2 separate regions of the Sus scrofa genome follow, and region 2 is linked to region 1. The links are chromatin contacts, called in public Hi-C maps. All regions are on one chromosome and are shown on one strand. Each heading gives the region's core, a stretch centred on a gene start, on an enhancer-like site or on the middle of the called end of the contact. The rest is flanking DNA. Distances are from core to core; before and after follow the strand shown. Region 1 holds the start of UBE2E3 (ubiquitin-conjugating enzyme E2 E3). Region 2 overlaps UBE2E3 (ubiquitin-conjugating enzyme E2 E3).

Region 1 (4,168 bases), core at 676-3,175:
TACATTTCTGGCTCTCCCCCTACCCACTGAGCTCAATAAGAGCAGAACCCATATTTCATTCCAACTTCTCAGCATTTGGTAATTCCTAAGTATTCTAAGTGAATATTGAATGGAGCTCCATGATTTCAAATTCATTGAAGAATCATGAAATATTCGAGCAAGGGAGAACTTAGAACTTCTGGTACAATTTCCTTTTACATATAAGAGAAACTCAGTTGAAAAGAATAACTTGCCTGAAGTCACATGAATCTGGTAAAATGAAATTAGAATCCAGTTCCCTTCCTTTTCAGTATAGTATAGTATTGTTTTTTATATCATGGAAAATGCTACCAAAACACAACTGAAGATCTTTATCTCCTAGCCCCACCCTAATCCTATCAGCAATTGGCTTGTGGGCCTGCAGTTTACTTCTGTGATAAACTTCCTAAAAGAACACACTTTTTAATATATAGCTTTCCTTTCACAACCTCCCATTCCAAACAAAGCAAAGTCCAAACTCCGAACTGGCTAGCTTTTGCTGTAGCATCACAGTGTGTAAGTTGGGGGGAACCTTCAATCTGTATCTTCACTAACAGTCTCTTTCCACAGTACCCTTTGATCTAGCCAAATCAAAATGCTTGTCTTCCCCCCCCCCCCACACACAGGGTGCCTTCTTCAACAGGAGACTTCCTGACTAGAATATCTTTCCTTCTTATCAACTTGGTGGACTTTAACATTTGCTCTCCTTTTGGACTGGTGGCTTCTAGAGCAGGGAGACCTGGCTTTAGTCACACACTAGTTGAATGAGAGAGTTTTGTGTGTCCAGCAATTAGGGCATAGTTCTCCAAAAGGTTCACCGAATGACAGTGTCTTTGGAAAATTACAGAACTGTAACTTACTCTTCAGATTTGTAAGCAGCACTTTACCAAAACTTTTCTCTCTGGAGGAAAAAAAAGTCAATATGTTGGCTCATTCAGCCTTTTTTTCCCCTTTTTCCCTTTAATTCTAGTTCATCTGTTATGACTCTGCCATTGTCATTCCTGCTCTGAACTCCACATTCTCCCAGCACCCCTGCTCCTGACATTTGTGGGAGAGGAATCCACAAATTCCTTTGGGGCTCCATCACTGGAGCAAGTTCTCAGGAGCTGGAGAAGGTCTGGGCTGCAAACAGGAAGTTTTTGTACTTCTGGTTACTTTGTGCCTGGGGCAAAAACTGCAGTCCACCTGGAGACTGCAAGAGAGAATGACAGAACAAAACTACTAACCTTCACTATCTCCACCTGAAGCTTTTTTTCTGGGTGGACATTCTGACCTAGTATCACAGATGGTTCTCTTTCCAGAACTGGCCTCTAGCATGCACCTCACTAGAACCACGCAGCAAAGCATCAGGTATAAACCCTGTTTATGACCTTCTTCACTTAAACAATCTTGAGTGGGACATTTAAAAAATTGTTTTGAATTTTTAAGTTTTCAAAGCACCCGAAGGATCACCTTCTCCTTTGGTATGCTGAGGGCCAAAGAGAAGCAAGCAGAGGCTGGTCAACTAGTCTCAAAATCTCTTTTCCTCCCTCGATGCCGAAGACCCCATGTTGCCCTTTTAGCTCACACGAGGGGCAAGAGGCAGCTTTCCTCCTCCTGCATGCCCGCCTTCGTCAACGACACCCATTAGTCTGCAGTCTTCTAGGGCAGTGGGGGACTCTCGACCACGCACCCGGGGCGCTAGTCCAGAAGTTGGGGCCCCTGGGGTCCAAGCCGGCCCCTGCACATGCAGTGGGGCTGCAGGTCAGCCCCAGGGATGATCCCGGCCCAGCGTGCGGGGTAGGTAGCCCAATGGGCAGTCTCGCTCCGGAGGCGGGCTCAGGCCGGAAGCCACCCCGCGGCACAGCGGCCCCACGAGACGGCGCCCGCGCCCCCGCCTTTTCTGGCACCCGCTCCGCGGCCAAGGGCGGCAGGGGCCAGCCCGCTGGGTCCCCGCCGCGCTCTTTGTCCGGGCCGCGCGCGGGCGGACGCGTGCGCCCCCCGGGTGAAGGGAGGCGCGGAAAGAGCGCGCGGGAGCGCGCGAGAAAGGCTCGCGCCCGCCGGCGGCGCGTGCCCCTTCGCCAGGCAAGCAGTGAGCGAGCACGCGCGCCGCCGCCGCGCCCGCCCCTCCCCCGCGCTCGCCTCGGAACTTGCTGACTGCGCGGCCGGGAGGAGCCGAGCCGGGAGGCGGCGGCGGGAGGCCACAGCGCGCGGGGGTCTCCCGCGTCCCCTCCGCCTCGCCGGGAGCTCGCGCCCTCGCCCAGCCGAGCTCCCACCCCCCCTTTTTTCCGAAGGCGCTGGGCGGCGCCACCCTCCGGCCGGAGCCCGGCACTGCACAACCCCCTCCGACTTTCAATGTTCCACACTCCCCGGCCAGAGCCTCCTCGGCTTCTTTTTTTCCCTCCCCCCCTTTCCCCCCCCCAGCTGCCTCCATTTCCTTAAGGAAGGGTTTTTTTCTCTCTCCCTCCCCCACACCGTAGCGGCGCGCGAGCGGGCCGGGCGGGCGGCCGAGGTAAGGCGGCGGGGCCGGGGGGCCGCGTGGGGGCGGCCGGGGCGGCGGCGGCGGTGGGGGAGGGGGCGGGGGCGGGCAGCTTTGTTCGCGCCGGGCGCCCGCGCCGCCGGTGTCCGCGAGCCGCGGCGGGGCCGGCCGGGCTGCTCGCATCACTTGGCGCCCGGCGCGGCGAGCGCTGCCCGCGGCCCCCGCGCGGCCCTCCCCACAAAGGGCCGCGGAGCTGCGTGGCCGCGCCGCCGGCCGCGGCTCGCCTCCGCGGGCGCGGAAATTTGTTGCACTTCTTGGGGCTTTGTTTGTTTGTTTGTTTTTCCTCTGATTTTTTTTTTCGTTATTTTGGACAAAATGTCGGTCCGTGATGTAAAAATTGAGCGAGGAACCTTGATGGCATGGGGAGCTTTGCAGAAGGTGCAGTTTGAATTTTGCTTTTCCCAGGGTGGCAGCTCGGTCTTGGCCGGATGAATCTTCCCTGCTGGCCGTGGAAACGGCTAGAGCAGCTTGTTAGTTGATTTTTTAAATTCCTAAGTGTTGTATTTAAAGGCTTACGTGCACCGAGGAGGAATCGCCACCTTAAATAAGCATATGGGCGATTAACAGGGTATGTTTTCCTCTTGGAAAGGGAATTTGGTAGCTTTGACCAATGTCAGCGTGTAAATATTTAGACGTTATTAGTGACTTTTTAACATTTTTCAGCAAGATCTGTTATTTACAGTGTGTCATATGTTATTAATGCTCGTTGCCTAAGTTCCCTGGCAAATCTGTTTCATGCCTTCTGAGAAAGTAGACAATTGATAGATTGTCCAAGGGATGGAAAAAAATGTGAGTGGGTTTTCTAACTTGAGTTCGTAAATCCCTGAACGCTGGCGTTGTAAGACCCATCACCTCCCCTGTAACCTTGCTTTACGACGAGATAAGTGTGAACACTTTTGAAGTCTTTTCATTAAAATACGATTTTAGGTGAAGATAAAGAGATGAAAATGCTGTTGGTTTATTTAATAGACTTACCTGTCCTTTCTCCCTTTTCTATTGAAAAGTTTTCCAAGAAATAACTTCACCAAGATGTCCAGTGATCGGCAAAGGTCCGATGATGAGAGCCCCAGCACCAGCAGTGGTAGTTCAGATGCGGACCAGCGAGACCCAGCCGCTCCAGAGCCAGAAGAACAAGAAGAAAGAAAACCTTCTGCCACCCAGCAGAAGAAAAACACCAAACTCTCTAGCAAAACCACTGCTAAGTTATCCACTAGTGCTAAAAGGTAATGTGTGAAAAAAAGGATTACGCATGTTGTCTGTGTTGGACACTTTTGTTGGTTTTACATCAGTAGCAATAGTTGAAAAATACTTCCTTCTTGATCAGTTTTATTTGTACTTGAATGAGTTGTCATTCTTTAGATGGTCTATAAGCCACCTCCCTAGAATTAGGCTTTTAAGCAAACTTGTTCTGTACTTTGGTAACTTCAGTGAGAGTGTCCTTGGAGAGAGATTGGATTAACCTCTGACAGATTGTTTAAGGAGTTGGCAAGGAAAATTTGGTCAACTCAAATTAACTGGTACATTGAGGATATTTCCTTTTTATGAGTCATTTTCTTCTTCATTGAAATTGACACTTCTAGAGATCAGCAGTGCCTCTCCATGAAACTTAATGATCAGAAGTAATCATGTGTG
Region 2 (4,168 bases), core at 961-3,460, 81 kb after region 1:
TTATACCAAATGGTATCTTAATTTAAGCTCTTAGATTTTTATAGCCATGAAATTAAATCTAAGCTTAAATAAGAACTTTGTCTTAGTAAATTTTTTTTTTCGTTTTAAATACTACACACCCAGGAATATTTATTTTAACAGTTCAGTGGGTTTTAAAACAGGACACTAAACAACTATTACACCAGTTTACATAGTTAAGGAAAAGTCTTAAGTCACTGTTCTATTCTTTTCTCCTTGAATTTAATTCATCTCATTTTAAGATTGCCATAGGGTTAAAAACCATATAGATTGTAACATAAACCTTTGCATTTGTCTTAGAACAGGATTAAAAAGTGGTGTGTGTAAAAGAATTGTGTTTTTTAAAAAAGGATGTGTTTTAAATTGAATCTATTATTAAGCATTTGAAAGTTCTTACGGGGAATCACTCCAGTGCTGTAAAGTCTAGTGTTAATGACCCTTGCAGCAACAGTAATTGCTGAATTAATATTCAAGTGACAAGAAAATGGATTTTGCTAAGATCAGTCCTCCTGCTACTAATGTTTAAAATAATGTCACTCATTAACACTAAGAGCAGCTGGTAACAAAAAATTCCCAGGTGTAGGTTTGTCGCTCTGTCTAAACTTTTGCCTTCTCTTTACTTTTGTTTGTTTTGTGTAGAAAATAGACTAGCTTATGGGAAACATGATGTTTAAAAGGAGGAAAGGAATGTTTGCAGGAGAAAAATAGTGAAATAAAAATACTTCTCAATTAATAGTATTTAAACAAAAACCTAAGTCCTCAATTATGGGATTTAATAACTGATCCTTTTGGCATTAGCAAATATTGAGGTTTCAGTAAACAGGGTCTTGGTTAATGTTGTCTCTGCTTTTTCCCAGTTTGACTCAACTGGAATGAATTTTAGTTTTGCTGCAACAGTGAATTACTAAGTAAATGAACACTTTTTTATCAAGTTAATATAGGTTTACCCCACTATCCAAAAATAGAGTGTTCCTATGAAAAACCTTTTATAAGCCTAAATGATGTAACGTGAAGAAGCAGTTACCTTAGGGCATGTCTTGCTAGCAGTTCACAAAATAAATTGAGATAAAGCACAGAGGCTCACATATACAATTCAAAGCTATGGAGGCTTGATGCTGAGATGCTGAGTGTAGTCCTGGGGAAGGAGCTTGGTGCTCCTCCACTGCTCAGAGTGTGTGCTGCCTCTGTAATGTTCACTGCAAAGCAAACACTGAACACTGTTTTTGCAAAAGCGAAAATCCTCTTTGGATTTCTTTTGGTTGGAGAAAACACGTATTAATATATAGCATGCATAAGAGCGAAGTATCATAAAGTGAATTTTTGAAAAGTAGGGGATACCTGTTTAAGAAAAAGATTCTTTTCTGTGTCCCTTTTCCTCTTTTTTTCCTTTCCCCTGCTAATAAACATGCTCTGTGAGATCTCCTTTTCCTTTCCCCTTGAACTTACCCTGCAACTCTTTAGTCACTTGAATTATTAAAATATATATCTGATTTTTAGGGCATAAAAAGCCCAGGCCACTATAAAGAGTCTAGTCCACATTTTTTAACCCCCTGGGGCTTTCATTATAGTAGGGGACAGACAGAAGTGAGTAATAGGAATAAATAAAATACATGTAAGAGAGTAAAGATGCTTTAGGGAAAAAAACAGAAAGGAAGGTGAAACTTGTGGCAGTTCTATGTGACGTTTTAGATAGAGTGGCCAGGAGAGGTGTCCCTAGCAAGCCTGCTTTTGAGCCAAAAAAGACCTGCATAAGGTGGTGGAGCAGACCATGTGGGTATCTTGAGGGAAAGCAAGTATTCCCAGCAGAGACATACTGCTGCAGAGGTGGATATGCTGGAGAAGTAGGTTCCTACAGCCAGATGAACAAGGAAGAGGGGAACAGGTAAGAAGGATGGATGTTAGTGGTGATGGTAGCAACAGATTATCCAGTGCTGCATAGGTCATAAGACTTGAACACAGAGTAAGAAGGTAAGCCTTTAGAGGGTTTTGGCTAGGGTATTGTGATCTCACTTGCTTTTTAACTGTCGCTGAGCCTGGTTGTCCTTGAGAATAGACTATTGCTGTGTGGGGGTTAGGGTCTCAGGTGGAAGCAAGAAGGCTATTGCATTTAACACCAGAGGATGCTGTTGTCTTCCACTGAGGTTGGGCCAATAGGAGGAGGGAGAAGTGGTAGAATTTGGGGTATGTTTTGAAGATAAAACCTGTGGAATTTGCTGATATACAGTATGTTAGATACAGTGCTATCAAGGGGGAGGTTTAGGCTTTCCCCCTAAGGAACTGAAAGTTGCCATTCACTGAAGTAGGGAAACTTGAAAGAGAAATTGGAACATCAGGGAGTCAATTTGGGAAATATTAAACTTTTTAGAATTACTGGATTCAAAGTATTAGATTTCAGAATAAAGACTGTTTAGTCAGCATTTAGATATATAGCTCTGGAATTCAGGGTGGAATTTTAGGCTGGAGATAGATTTGGGGATTAAGAGTTTATTGGCACTGTAGGAGATCAACAAAAGACTGGATGTAGGTAGAAAGGAGAGGTTTAAGGGCTGAGCTCTGGAAGAGTGGCAGTATTTAGAGGTTAGAGAGATAAGGAACAGAATTGTTGATTGAGAAAGAGGGGCCAGGAAATTTAGGAGAAAAACTGGTAAGTATGTTATTCTAGCAACAAAGCAGAGAAAGTATATCAAGGAGAAAGAAGTGGCCAGCTGTGTCAGATGTTGCTGTGGCCTAGTCAGATATGATGAAGATTGAGAAATGAACATTGGGTCTAGTGATGAGATCATTGGTGACCTTGGATGAGAGGAGTTTCTATGGAGTGGTGAGGTGTAAAAACCTGTTAAGGTAATTGAGCAGAGAACTGGAAGGGGTAAAGGAATCAAGGTTTTTGTTTTATAATAAGGATTGGGGAAATGGATTGTAGTATTTATTCATGTGGGTATGATTCACCAGAGAGGGCGAAATAAATGATCCAGGATAGAGCAGAATTACTGGAGTGTTGTCCTTTTGGAAAAGAGAGATTGAAAATGAGTGAAAAAAAAAATTGAATAGCAGCATGAGAACTAGTGAAAAGCACCTATCTTGAGATTGTCAGCAATTAGGACCCATTTTCTACTCAGCTGTGAAGCCTCAGTGGCTGGTCAACTACTAATCTATAAAATGTTGTATTTTGAATTAGGGTGGAGTCAGTAGTGCTAACCCCACCCCTCATGTCTTGATTAGCAGGTGGTACCTTTCTGAGAAAGATATGGGGCTCTTATTTGAGACAAAGAAGCTAACAAGGGCTAGATTTTAGCCCTAACTCACCTTAGGCTAATTGTGCTTAAAACACATCCATAAGCTGCAGCCCTACTCTGTCTACTCCAGGACAGTTATAATAACCATATCTTTAGTGTGTTGTAGCAAAGTAGCATAAATGAGAAGAAAGCAAATTTAAGAACACAATAGTTTGGTTTGGAATCCCAGTTCTTCATCAGCTAGCAGAAGGAATTTAAAATGGATCACTTTTTGTGAATTGGTTTCTTCAACTGTAAAGGGGGTGGTTGGCTTCAACTACGTGTTTTTCATGCCGAAATTTTGTGATTCATTAAAATATAGTATTCCCCCACATCGCTATCCATCTATCTGAGGCCTAGCATGGTTTTGCTTAAGAACCAAAGAATATCACTGAGGAAATTATTTCTTTAGAGAGTAGCTCTACTTGGGTTCCTACCCAAGTAAGTATTTGCAAAATTTGACTAGAGATTAAATTACATATAGTAGCACTTGAAATTATAAGAGGAAATATAAATATAGCAAAGGTCACTGAGGTTAGTAGAGATTTATTCAGACATTGTCCAGATTCTCTCTGAGGCATTTGTAGCTTTGGGACATGTGGGGAGTTATTTAACTTTCTGAACTTTAGTTACCTCATCTAAAAATAGGAATATAATAATAGTACCTACTTTATAGATTTGTAAGGAGAATTAAATGAGATATGCACTATGATGCTTTGAAAAATGTTTGGCTTATTATGGAGTAATGTTATTAGCTACTGTTATTATTATTAATGTGTGACACATATAGTTTAGAAATGTTTTTAGTAAAGCAGTTGTGCTATAAAAGTCTCTTAAACTATAATTTAGTTTTATAATGATTACTTTACATCATCAGG

What was found. A called contact is a pair of places that touch in the nucleus more often than the background predicts.
Region 2: a contact with region 1 is called in a Hi-C map of fetal liver, with 2.1 times the contacts expected there. The contact joins the enhancer-like site here to the promoter of UBE2E3 in region 1. A contact is called at or near these places in 2 of 5 promoter capture datasets (fetal liver and liver), 6 of 47 Hi-C or Micro-C datasets (alveolar macrophages, fetal heart ventricle, fetal liver and 1 more) and 1 of 2 datasets of contacts at active chromatin or transcription factors (skeletal muscle).

Annotation. Positions count from the first base shown.
Region 1 is chr15:86,468,987-86,473,154 of Sscrofa11.1, forward strand. UBE2E3 (ubiquitin-conjugating enzyme E2 E3) reads left to right here and starts at 1,926. Exons shown (of 6, transcript XM_021076031.1): 1 at 1,926-2,509; 2 at 3,541-3,759. The coding sequence starts at 3,566.
Region 2 is chr15:86,549,876-86,554,043 of Sscrofa11.1, forward strand. All of the region lies in intron 3 of UBE2E3 (ubiquitin-conjugating enzyme E2 E3), which reads left to right. Among named protein-coding and RNA genes, the nearest start is that of UBE2E3, 81 kb to the left of the region's middle. Within about 2 kb of position 2,211, at least 4 of the 83 cell types and tissues checked have an H3K27ac peak or open chromatin away from gene starts, as enhancers often do. A contact at or near this core is called in fetal liver, where this site is marked.